Linked DNA regions of Mus musculus: region 2 is linked to region 1. Evidence: chromatin contacts called from public Hi-C data. All regions are on one chromosome and are shown on one strand. Each heading gives the region's core, a stretch centred on a gene start, on an enhancer-like site or on the middle of the called end of the contact. The rest is flanking DNA. Distances are from core to core; before and after follow the strand shown.

The links. Hi-C and Micro-C count contacts between places; a contact is called where the count stands out from the background.
Region 2: a contact with region 1 is called in a Hi-C map of extraembryonic ectoderm, with 2.6 times the contacts expected there. The contact joins two enhancer-like sites. A contact is called at or near these places in 1 of 15 datasets of contacts at CTCF or cohesin (pro-B cells), 26 of 484 Hi-C or Micro-C datasets (the G1E-ER4 cell line, Sertoli cells, adipose-derived mesenchymal stem cells and 13 more) and 3 of 115 datasets of contacts at active chromatin or transcription factors (embryonic forebrain and embryonic stem cells).

What each region holds. Positions count from the first base shown.
Region 1 is chr12:83,324,555-83,331,214 of GRCm38.p6, forward strand. Dpf3 (D4, zinc and double PHD fingers, family 3) reads right to left here. Exons shown (of 11, transcript NM_001267625.1): 5 at 384-479. Among named protein-coding and RNA genes, the nearest start is that of Dpf3, 160 kb to the right of the region's middle. Within about 2 kb of position 4,252, at least 48 of the 459 cell types and tissues checked have an H3K27ac peak or open chromatin away from gene starts, as enhancers often do. A contact at or near this core is called in differentiating embryonic stem cells and extraembryonic ectoderm, where this site is marked.
Region 2 is chr12:83,502,859-83,509,518 of GRCm38.p6, forward strand. No RefSeq gene overlaps it. Among named protein-coding and RNA genes, the nearest start is that of Dcaf4, 14 kb to the right of the region's middle. Within about 2 kb of position 3,838, at least 7 of the 459 cell types and tissues checked have an H3K27ac peak or open chromatin away from gene starts, as enhancers often do. A contact at or near this core is called in differentiating embryonic stem cells and extraembryonic ectoderm, where this site is marked.

The DNA.
Region 1 (6,660 bases), core at 3,002-5,501:
TAAAGTTCATGCAAGATCCCTTGAGGGAACTGTCAGTCACAGCCTGTCGGCTTCTAGCAGGCTTCCACTCTCTCTGCCTGCCCACAGAAGCATGACCCAAGCATGGCCCAAAGCAGGAATGACAAGGCAAGAACTTTCATGATGGAGTCTTGAAAAATTATCCTTGCCCTCCTCTCTCCCAACACCAAACCTCTCAGAGCACCCTCTGCTTCCTCGCCTTCCTCTTGTCAGCACTGGACATTGCAGGCATGCCCGGCCAGGGCCACCCCCAGCATCTTCTTCCTCAGAGCAGTCTCCAAGTGAGCCCATGAAGTGTGTCTATCCAGGTACGGAGGGGACTAGACTCAACATGAGCTCCTCCCTCGTAACCTCACCCCACTCACCCGTCCTCTGGTCCTGTTCTTGCGCTTGGGAACATCTTCTTCCAAATCCTCCTCTTCATTCCCTTCTTCTACGTTTTCATCATTTTCCAAAACCCTCTGAAATGACAAGAGAGTCCGATACATGAGTTGAGAGATGAAAGGCAACCGTGAGGACCATCAAAGGGCAGGTTGGGGATATTCTAGGGGTTTTGTTCTTCAGCAAAGCAAGGGTGCAGCCGCTGCCTAAGAGTTTGAAGTCTCGGTGGAACCAGCAGTCTTTCAAGCCCTCAGTTCCCTTCTAGCCAAATTGTCCTAACATGCTGACCTTTCTCAACTCTTTCACCACCCCCAGCCCCAAAGCAGAGGCTTTTTGCAAGAGCAAAAGGATGCTTTCCTACATGGGGCCAGGTTACTTACTCAAAACTTACTGTCTTTAATACAGTGTGTTCTTTTGTTTCTAAAGAGCTACCTCAGAACATAAAAAGCCATCTCTCCTTCTCTGCCACTGTGGAGCTCTGCCTTGCTTGACGAAAGCAAGGAACTCCTTGTTCAGCTGGCGGGAATACAACCTTAATATGCTGCCCATAATAATCCACTGTGAGGTTATTTTTAAGAAAAATAAATGTCCAGCAAGGTGTTAGTGGCACACATAATCCCAGAATAGGAGGAGCAGGAGTTCAAGGCCACTCTCAGTTACATAGTAAATCTAAGGCCAGCCAGGGTTATGGGTGAGAAAAAGAAGCAGACAGACAGACAGATGCATGCACGTACGCACACCAGCATGCACACACACACAGATAGATGGACACACAGATAGATAGATAGACAGAAGAATAAAATTATTTCATCACAGCACATGACTTTAAGTTTCAGAACTAATCAAGCTTTAAGTTCATAAATTCAAATGAGTCCTCTCTAATATCCCTCAGAACATGGCAATACAAGCGTCAATTTCCATTTTAAAGGTGCATAAACTGAGGCCGCAAACAGTTTTGTCTGTTCACAATCACCCAGCAAAGCCACGGCCAGAGCAAGGACGGATTGGTGAGCTTATCAGCTCCACACTCATCGGCCCTCCCGTGCTGCCGAGACTCCCCAAGTGCACTGCAACAGATGCTTCAGGCAGACCTGAGCGGTTTATTCCCTGTAACGAAGGAAAGGACAGAGGCAGGGGATGAGCCCCCAGGTCTATGATAGAGTAAAAGGCCATAGAAGACCCAGTTGCTACCAGGGAACACTACATGAAGAAATAGACTTGGAGCCCAGGAGAGCTAAGGGACCAGCATGGTAGAAGAAGCCTTTCATGGGCTCACTGATGTAACTCTGAGCGATACAATGTTTTATGCCTCTTCTTATCCATTAAAAACTAGCAATTCTTCAGCTCTCTATTTGTCCAGTGCTGATTACATGCAGGCACTAAGCCAAGCTACAAACAAATGTCCTGGCCTCAAGTAGACCTTAAAGTGTACTAAATGGTTGAAATAACTCATATAACCGTTTAACAGGCATTGTTGTAATGATTGTGAGAGGTCAGTTCAAGGTTCTGTGAAAGGGTGCTCCGAGGGAACTTGACCTGATCTGAAGGTCAAGGGAGGCTTTCCTGAGGCTGGGACAAAAGAACGAGGAGATGTGGGACGTGAGCAAAAAGGATGGATGAGAGCAACTTAGACGCTTCCAGCTTCCCAGGAAAAGGGTTATGTGTGTGAATGGCTGGGCTTAGGCAGGATCTAGGTCAGCAAGAGCTGGTGGAGCAGTTAGCGGACGGTGGCTTATTCAATGGGGAGAAAGACTGTGGTGTGACCAGCGCTCAGTGGCTTGGGGAAAGATGATGAAGGCAAGGCTAGAGAGGCGGCATTATCACGTGACACAGGGCTGCAGCTTGGGTTAGTGGTGAGGAAGTCACACCAACTATGAAAAGGCTTAGAAGGTGGTATGCACTGCCCACGCAGTCTGACGTCACCATTACTGCTCAAATGGTCTCCAAGACACCAATGCCTCTGTAATTTTGTCTTCAAAGTGGGAAGCCCAAGAGGAAGTTACCAGAACATCCCACTCCAGACACATCTTCTAGGTTGCTGCTGGTCACATGATCCTTCCAAAGGACACAAAACATTCCCCGTGACTTCTCTATCTTCTCTGCTTGTCTTGAGGAAGCCACGAGCATTCCCCCCATGGGCTCATATATTTGGTTCCCAATTCATTAGATTGTTTAAAAGGGGTTTAGGAGGGATAGCTTTGTCGGAGGAAGTGTGTCGTTGGGGTTGGGTCTTGAGGTTTCAAAAGTGCACGACTCCAGTTCCTGCACGCCTCCAGTTCCTCCCTGCTTGTGATCAGGATGTAAGCTCTCACTACTCCTCTATCTGCCTGCCTGCCTGCCTGCCACCATGTTCCTCATCATTATAATCATAGGCTAGCCCTCTTAAACTGTAAGTATGTCCCCAGTTAAATGCTTTCTTCTATAAGTAGCCTTGGTCATGGTGTTTCATCACAGAATTAGTAGCCCTTACTAAGACACAGTACTTACAGACAGCTCAGCCAACCTTCAACATCAAAGAGAAATGTCCTTGTCTGCTGAACATGGCCTCTGGCCCATCAATAGGAGATGTGGACTAGGGTCCAGAGCACATTCCTTGGCTTCCTGACCTTAAAATGGGGTTACTAGTCAAGCCAGGCAAGGCCAAATCAGACACTCTACCACCTTGGGTTAAAAAAAAAAAATCATAGAATGAATATGAGGTAGCCCTGTGGCTACTGCTGTTGATCGTATCTTGCATACTTTCCAGGGCTTGAAGTCACTTAATCATGGCAAGTTCCAAGTGCTGATATCTAAAGGTCATTGCCTCTGGCTTCTCAGTACAGTTCTGATGCCCCTGACATATTTCATGATGAGGAATTTGTTACACACAACATGAATTCTAGACTGGAAGGTTAATAAAAAAATAAAATAAAAAGGTGACCGCCGCTGGACTGGTCCCCTAAGTCTTATAGTCTCTTGGCAAGCTGATTTCTCCCTTGAGTTTCCATCCCGCTTGCCATCAGTGCGTAACTCTAGAAGCCTGAGTCTAAAACACTGGCCTCAGATACACAGCCCATTGTCTTCGTTTCCTGCCATGCAGCCCTGATTCCAGAGCCTCTCTACCCAACTCACTCCATGAGAGCATAGGAGCTCCTAACAAACAAAGCCTGAGCCAGGACTCGGGAGCCTGAGTGGGGAGAGTTAGGAGGGAGGAGTGAAGGACAGGCGGCATCCAACAGAACCGACAGCCTCGCTACCTACCACCCTGTTACACACAGGCAGCCCCTGTCCATAGACATCTGAAGAATAAACACACTTGAAAATAGCATTCCCTACTGTTACTCTAAATAGCCTTTAGTGAGCTGGTAACAATGATTTGTGCTTGTTTTCAACAGTAAAGGACGGGGAGGGAGGGAGGGAGGGAGGGATCTCTTAACTTATCCTCTCCTGCTCTCCTGCACTGTCTGCTCCCCCACGCAGAGGAGGAAGGGGAGGAATCTTTATGAAATCTAAATTCACTGCCCTGATCAAAACCCTCTGACTGGCTTCTTTCCATCTCACACAAGGCCAAAAAGCCACAACAACTAGGTCTCCAGAGGCCTGAAGGGTCTGACTCCTGCCCACCTGTCCCACCTCCCCACCCCCAGTACTGTACTCAGACCACAGGGCCTTCTATCTGCTCACTGGACAAGATGGGCACTGACCTGTCTCAAAGCTGTCACTCTGGGGATCTCACATCGCTGGCTCCTGTCATCCCACAGGACTGTGGTTAAACCCACGTCCCTTAGGACATTCGTTTGCCTAAGCTCAGCCCCTCCTTCAACACTGCTTCCTCCTGCTGGCTTTCATTAATCCAAAACTCCAACTCTCTTATGTGTTCACTTGCTTTAACTGGGCGTCACACTAGAAGCAGAGCAGCCCTCAGTACCTACCACTCCATGTTCAAAACAGGGTGCCTATCAGACGAGAGCACACACCAATTAATGCATTAAAAGTTAAGGGAAAGGCACACAGCCAACTTCTTATATATGTAGTCCTGCAATGGAAAGTCAGTAAGAACTTAAACTCAAGGGGCTTGCGGTCTCGTTTCAGCATCCTACAGCACGGACAGCGCAGTCGCATGCTGTGCACGGGCCGCCACACTGCCAACACCAGGGCTGATGCAATAATGGCGATACAATGACAGCATGGATCCTGGCCCTGGGCCATGTGAAGGTGACTCAGACTTGCTCCCAGGATTACAGAAGAGCGGCTGTGTCCACGTGTATCCAGGCTTCTGAGCACTGACTCTGTATCAATCACAGATCCTGTCCATGTACACGAATGAGGTAAAAACACTAACAGGGCCGTGGGTAATACAGAGACGACGCACCTTGCTCCCAACGCTACAGGTCCACGCACAGAGGCTAACGCATGACTAGCTAAACACACAATGCAAGAAAGAAAGCGAGAAGTGGCTCAAACACCTGAGCTAAAAAAGAGGCCACTCCAGTTGTCGGGGACCAAGAAAGGTTTAATGGGGAAGGTGGTGCTAGGGCCGGGCCTAACCACTAAATGCATTCAGTGTACGTGGAAGAATACACACTCCAGCAGACCAGAGGCCAAGAGGAAGAAAGCTGAGGAAGAGAAAGAGACTGCGGATGAACACTAGCCTAAAGCAGAGAAGAGAGGCCGAAGGAGGCCATGTCTACCAGGCTGGATCTATTTAGTGGAAACAAAAGATATATTAGGAAGGAGTTGGCACAAATAGATCTGTGCTTAGGACTAAAGTAACAAGGCCGAGCATGGAAGATAGGGAGAGGGTAGTCAGAAACAAGGCCCCCAGTCTCTTCAAGCAGGCATTTATTGTGTACCTACTATGTGTCCAGCTGGGTGTGTGTGCTTAAGCTGTTCTAGCGAGCAAGGGAGTCAAGGGGCCCGGGAAATGGTTACATTTACACCAGGGGAATAAACAATCACAAAAAAAACCTAAAATTCAAAGAATACTAGTAGGGAATAGTATTAATCACAGTGGTCAGGGCACCCAAAGGTGAGATGAAAGCCCCAAATGTCTGGGGAAGGACTTCCCAAGTAGAACAAAACAATCAAAGCCCATCCCATCTGAGAGAGGCAAGAGCTTTCACTCAGGCATGGGCTGCCATAGAAAGAGTTCCTTTCCCTCCAGCAAGCTCTCCTCTCAAAGGAACAGAGCTCAGCACTGGAAGGAAATGAGCTAAGTCACCACGAAGTCATGGAAGAAGCGTCTGTGTGTGTCCTGTGGCAGAAGCCAATCGGAAAAGGCTACAGTGTAGCCAAGACTAGGGGTGTGGGAGGAGAGACAGAAGGCTGCAGCCCAGGATAGGAACAGAAGGGATGAATATCAGGCCACAGCCGGTGTAGGGCAGTGAAATTGTCTTGTCTTAACACTACGCAGGGTGGACCCCGATCATTATACATTTGTCCAAGCACACAGCATAGAGCACGCCAGCAGTGAACAGTAACATAAACTGTGGATTCTGGGGGAGGAAAGCCTGTCAAGGGCACTCACTGACGGAACACGTGTGGGGTGTTGCTAATGGACGAGGCTAAACTGGAGGGCTAAGGGAGGTGAGAAATCTCTCTTTGTTCCTCTCCGTTTTGCTATGAACCTAAAAATCACAGATTTTTAAGAGTGATCTTTGTCTTTCTGGGCATGGGTGGAGAAACTATTGAGATGGCAACTAAGTAACTCAAGCCAGGGGAAAGGGCAAGGTGATCAGGGCAGCAGGAGAGGTCCAGGGGAGGTATCAGAGCAGGGGCTACTCCGATTCCTGCTGAAGACACTGCAGACAGGATGGAAGGCACAGGGGATGCTGGTGGGAGACAGACAAGTGTGCGTAAGAAGACCTGGCGATGCCTATGTTCAAAGCAGCAGCAATCTCAGTGAGGGCTTTTATAGCTTGTAGATAGAGAGGAGAGACAACTACATCGGGTGGCGGCAACTAAGTGAAAAGGATTTGACTTTTCATCTTAACCCTGGAAGGGCAGAGGCAGCCAGCCTCAGATTCACCCAGCATCTCTAAGGAAATCCAGCTCCATCCATGACAGACAATGAACCACACTCCCTGACACACAGACAGTGAACCACAGTCCCTGACACACAGATCTTTACAAAGCACCACAACAGAATTTGGTGGTGGTGGTGGTGGTGGTGGTGGTGGTGGTGGTGTTAATGAAGATTTTAATAAATTAGTGAACCAATTAAATCAAATGTTAAATTGGATATAAAAATACCATGAGATGTATGACAAAATATAAAGACTT
Region 2 (6,660 bases), core at 2,588-5,087, 180 kb after region 1:
GCATCAATCTATTTGACAGTGGGGAAAAAAAAAAAAAAAAAACCCAACCACACAGACTTACCTCCACAAGCTTGTCAGTCCAGTTCTTAAGGGTGCCAGGAAGTTACATTCAGTGGACGCAACAATTCCCCAAGCAAGTATTACCTAGCTCGATGAGGCTTGGGCTGAGAAGGTAGGAAAACTGCCCTCGAATGCAAAGACAGAAAGCCTTAAATGTCGGGAAGAGCTCACAGTCCGAACCTGCGTTCTTCCTGCTTTGAGAATCTGGAGACATACTGCCTCTTGATAAGAACTCAGAGTGTGACCCAGTTACTCCCTTTGCACCTGATGTCTCCGGCGCCTTCCATTTCTTCCTATATGAATGTAGTACGAAAGTTCTGAGACTTGAGCCAGATAATGATCAATTACCTGGAAAAGAACATCCAAAAATATGGTCTGAGATCCGGTTTACCGACTAGGCCTTCCAGAAAAATTCCCAAAGCCAGACCTATGGATGATCAAAGTTTCAGAAAACTGTTGTTTGATATGGAAGTCACTAAGGACACCTACATTCCTCTTTTTAAACATTTATTTTCACTTTTAATATATGTATATACGTAACTGGCGTCTATTTTAGGTAAGAAGCCCCCAGGAGAGCAAGGCAGGAAACAGGGCAGAGTCCTGAATTTGTTCTGTGCTGCATACTGTACAGTGGTCATCGCTTAACAATGCTCTGATTTCTGGGAACCCTGCAAGGGACTCTCTTGCAGAGCCATGGTTAGTGCACAGGGCCCCTGTTCTTCCTGCCTTCCCTTCTGGACTCTTACCCATCCAATACCAGGAGTGCTCTCTTAATGGATGGGTGGAAATAGTTTAGGCAGAAGTTGAGGAAGGAGGAAGAAGGTAGTGATGGCAGGCTTGCTTTCAGAGCTAAGAGGCCACATAGGCTTTGAAATGTCCCAGATGAAACAAACCCCAAAGCCCCAGAGCAAAGTTGTCACTTACAACTGTTACCGATGGTTGTGGGCTGCCATGTGGATACAGAGAGCTGAACTCAGTCCTCTGTAAAAGCAGCCAGTGCTCTTAACCACTGAGCCAAGCCATCTCTCAAGCCCCTGGGGACCTATTTATAATTACTAGGAAAAAAAGACATCTTGGGGACTGGAGATGTCAGTAAACAGTTGAGTTGGTAAAGCACTTGTCTAGAGTGTACAAAGTCAGCCGGGCGTGGTGGCGCACACCTTTAATCCCAGCGCTTGGGAGGCAGAGGCAGGTGGATTTCTGGGTTCGAGGCCAGCCTGGTCTACAGAGTGAGTTCCAGGACAGCCAGGGCTACACAGAGAAACCCTGTCTAGATAAATAAATAAATAAATAAATAATAGAGTGTACAAAGTCCTATGTTTAAAACTCCAGCACGATGTAAACCAGGTATAGTGGTGCACACCTATAATCTCAGCACTCTGTAGGTGGAGGCAGGAGGCCATACTTGAACATACATGCATACTTGAACATACATACTTACTTACTTGAACATACATACAAATATGCATACTTACTTACTTGTACATACATACATACATACATACATACATACATACATACATACAAGACCAGCCTGGCCTACATGGCAACTTTTCTTTTCCTCCTGTCTTCTTGTCTTCCTATCTACCTTTTTAATTTTTCTTCTACATTTATTCGTGTGTGTGTGTGTGTGTGTGTGTGTGTGTGTGTGCGCGCGCGCACTTGTGCACGCTAGCGTGAAGGCCAGAGGACAACTCTCAGTAGTCAGCTCTCTCCTTCCTAGTATGTGGGCTCTGGGGATCAAATTGAGGTCTTCATGCTTAGTGGCAAGCGTCTTTATCTCCTAATGTGCATACACACATGCAGACAAAAATAGACAGGCGGGGCTGGAGATGAACTACAATCCGGAATTGGAAGGCTCACCAGTGACCCTTATCTGGAGGCTTGGAGATCCTTATCTGGATCTTGGTTTGAAGATCTTGAGCCATAGTGGCTATGGATTCCAGAAGATTGAATCTCCGAGTTTAAGGAACACACCTTTAATCTGGGCTATGCCTTTCATCTGGGATTAAAGGTGTGGTGGAACACACCTTTAATCTGGGCTCCACCTTCTGCTGGAGACAATATAAGGACATTGGAAGAAGGGAGTCTAGCTCTTGCTCTTGCTCCTTTGCCTGCTTGCTGCGTGAGACTGAGTAACTGCTAGATCCTTGGACTTAAATATCCGCCGACGAGGGCTTTGACTGTGTTTCCTGCCAGCCCTATGTGGTGAAGCCTGTGGTGCCCGTCGCTCCACCAGAGCTGGTACCTGTGAAGGTAAAAGAGCCAGAGCCCCAGTTCTTTCGCTTCGAGGGTGTGTGGCTGACAGAAACTGGCATGGCGGTGCTGCGTAACCTGACCATGTCACCACTGCACAAGCGGCGCCAGCGGCGAGGACGGCTAGGCCTCCCAGGCGAGGCAGGGCTGGAGGTTCTGAGCCCTCAGATGCCCTTGGCCCTGATGACAAGAAGGATGGGGACCTGGACACTGACGATCTGCTCAAGGGTGAAGGCGGTGTTGAGCAAATGGAATGTGAAATTAAGCTAGAAGGCCCCGCCAGCCCTGATGTAGAACTTGGCAAAGAAGAGACAGAGGAAAGCAAAAAGCGCAAGCGCAAACCCTATCGGCCAGGCATTGGTTTAAATAACTTTAAAAGTCCCACAGTCTTTACATATTCTTAAAATTTCAATTTCTTTAAAATAGCCATCTCTTTTAAAATCCAAAGTCTTTTTACAATTAAAAGTCTCTTAACTGTGGGCTCCACTAAAACAGTTTCTTCCTTCGAGAGGGAAAATATCAGGGCACAGCCACAATCAAAAGCAAAAGTCAATCTAAATAATCTCCAACCGTCCAATGTCTTGGAGAGATGGCTCAGTGGATAAGAGCACGGACTGCTCTTCCAAAGGTCCTGAGTTCAAATCCCAGCAACCACATGGTGGCTCACAACCATCCATAACAAGATCTGATGCCCTCTTCTGGAGTGTCTGAAGACAGCTACAGTGTACTTACATACAATAAATAAATAAATATTTAAAAAAACAAAAAACAGACATGCATGCTTAAAAAAGGAAACAACAAACAACAGCAACAACGCAAGAGGCCCTGTCACAGTATCGTGCTATGGGGATAAACGATTGAGATGTTCAGAGCTATCTCTCAGGCCTGACCTTTGATCTAAAAAAAGAGAAGAAACAAAAACAAAGAACAAGGAGGCAGAAAGAAGAAGAAAGAAAAGACAGACATCCAGTATGAAATCTATGAGCTGCCCCAATGTCTGAGCTCACATCCCCTGACAACAGTCATGCCTGACTTTATTGTTGAAACACAGTTGTTTAAAAAAGAAATATAAAAAAAAGTTCACAATCTATTAACTTGCCCGCCAAACCTCTTCATAAGTTGACTATCTGTAATGATTCAATTTTACCCTCAAATAGAGTCTAGTGCCCTCGAGTCCACAGTCTCAAGAGAAGTATATTGTACGTCTTAAACTACATCAATGCATTAAAGGCCATTTCAAAAAAAAAAAAAAAGTTCGGTGGCATTTCCCATGCAAGATGAGAAAAGACACACAGCAATAAGAGTCCCACTTTCCTAGGATCTCCCAAGTCCACCGTTTGAAAGCCTTTTGTCCTTGTGAGCCTTTGGAAGCAACTCTCAACAGCAAAGAAGAAGCCTCGTTTTGCAGCATCTCTGTTTGCAAATGATTAATGATTTAAAGCGACCTCACCTAGGGTGGTTTGAATGGGACTGGCCCCAACAGGCTTCTGTATGTGAACACTTGGTCCCCAGTTGGTGGCGCCTCTTAGAGAGGGTAGGGAGGTATGGCCTTACTGGAGGAAGTATGAGGCCTCACCCGGCTCCCTGTTGGCCACCCCTCTGCTTCGTGCTTGTGATAGAAGATGTGAGCCCTGAGCATCTCCTCCTGCCCGCTGCCGTGCTTACGCTGCCAGGATGAACTCTTATCCCTGTGCAGCCACAGGCCAAGAATCTCTTCGTCCTACAAACTGCCACGGGCATCCTGTTTTTAACACAGGACAGTAACTCATGAGGCACTCTAAGGAGTAGCCTCAACTGAAAAGGAGACTGTCGCCCAGTCTCTAAGAGGCACTCCAAACACCCGACTTTCAGGTTCAAAGTATACAAATGAATGTTTACACTCGAGTCAAAAACTGGCAACAGACTGGGCGTGGTAGCGCACGCCTTTAATCCCAGCACTTGGGAGGCAGAGGCAGGCGGATTTCTGAGTTCGAGGCCAGCCTGGTCTACAAAGTGAGTTCCAGGACAGCCAGGGCTATACAGAGAAACCTTGTCTCAAAAAAACAAAAACAAACAAAAAAAAAAAAACAAAAACAAAAAAAAGAAAAAAACTGGCAACAATGGGTTTGTGACATCACACAATGCTATTGTCATTAACTGCCTACAAAGCAAGGAGGTTTCTTTCACAAACCGCTAAACCACCAGGCAGTAGTGGTGCACACCTTTAATCCCAGCACTCAGGAGGCAGAGGCAGGCGGATTTCTGAGTTCGAGGCCAGCTTGGTTTACAGAGTGAATTCCAGGACAGCCAGGGCTACACAGAGAAACCCTGTCTAGGAAAACTTCAAATCAACAGGTGGTACAGTGTGCCCCACTGTCACAGAGGCCTCCCTGCCTTCCCCATCCCACCCCACTCCCAGCCCCGTCGCGCCCCCCCCACCCCCACACACACACACGTTTCCTGCCCCCTCCAGGCCTGGCTTCCGTTTCTCTGCCTTTTTCCTCTTCCGGGAACAGTGGAGAATTTAACCAGGTTATTTCGGTACCTAGTACACATGGAAGAAAGCGCTGTGCCAAGATCTCAAGATCCTACTAAAAGTTTCCTGAAGTTTGCCGAAAGCAGCCAACGATTCTGCTGACGCGGGAAAGCCGTCAGAAAGATGTGCAATAGCAAACACAACTGTGGCTTTAAACACTGTCCCAGCAGCCCCATCATCGGCAATGAAGGTAATACTTCGGAGCCATCAGGGTTCCCTCTGCTCGTCCGTTTCCACCCGTTTCTCAAGCTGAGTCCCCTCCAGACAACTATAAACAAGAACGTATGTGCTGCGCAGTCACGTTAGGACTTCGAGTTTCAGGTTTATTTGGTTTTGTTATTTTACTTTTGAAGTACGAAGAACTTCTTCCTCTCCTTGGCCATAAAAATAATACATGCCCATTATAAAGAACTGGAAAGACACATAAAGATACAAGGAGAGAAGAAATAAAAGTCCCCGGAAGCTCAGCACCTTTTGTTTTACTTTGTTTTGTTCACTTTTGTTTGGAGATAAGGTCTTACTATGTAGCCTTGGCTGACCTGGATCTCCACATCTAGATCAGGCTGGCCTCAAACTCATAAAGACTCGTGGTGGTGGCCCACGCCTTTAATCCCAGCAGGAGGCCAGCCTGGTCTACAGAGTGAGTTCCAGGACAGCCAGTACTCCACAGAGAAACCCTGTCTCCAAAACAAAACAAAACAAAAAACAAAGACTCAGCTGCCTCTGACTCCTGAGTGAAGGAAAGGCACTCACCATTATTCCTGACCAACATCTTTGCTTGCTTATTTATTTATTTATTTATTTATTTATTTCTGGGTGAGGGAACATCCATGTTCAAAGTCCCAATATGAAGATCAGAGGACAAGACTTAAGGGCTGGTTTTCACTGGGTGGTAGTGCACACTTTTAATCCCAGCACTAGGGAGGCAGAGGCAGGTAGATCTTTGAGTTTGAGGACAGTCTCATCTACAAAGTGAGTCCCAAGACAGCCAGGGCTACACACACACACACACACACACACACACACACACACACATACACACACACACACACACACACAGAGAGAGAGAGAGAGAGAGAGAGAGAGAGAGAGAGAATCTCAAAACAACAATAACAACAACAACAACAACAAAGAGTTGGTTCTCCACCATGTGGGGGTCTAGGAATGGAATTCAGGTCCTCAGACTTGGTGGCAAGCACCTTTACCCACTGAGTCACTTCACTTGCTAAATCTCAACATCTTTTTTTTTTTTTTTTTTTTTTGGTTTTTTTCGAGACAGGGTTTCTCTGTGTAGCCCTGACTGTCCTGGAACTCACTCTGTAGACCAGGCTGGCCTCAAACTCAGAAATCCGTTTGCCTCTGCCTCCCAAGTGCTGGGATTAAAGGCGTGTGCCACCACTGCCCAGCCCAAATCTCAACATCTTAACAAATAAAAATTTATTACATACATGCACAGACATTTCCACAGCTTTCATGAGTGGGGTCCTATAATACTTCATACTTTTATTATGGGCAACTGTTCTCTCTCCCTCTCCTTCTACAATATTAGTAACTTATAATGCATATTTATACACACACACACACACACACACACACACACGGACATATACTATTCTATAGAGTAATATATTTTAATTTTCCAGCTGTTCTCTGATTAATGACCATTCACCATGCTTCCATTTCTTGGCAGCCACAAACAGTGCTGTAATAAACCCACTTGCACATGAGGCCTTATCAATAAGCACTGTATGGTTTAAGGAGTAGGTTCCGAGGAGTGGGACTCGAGGATAAAGGGAATAAATGTTGCCTGACTGCCTTCCAAAATAGGT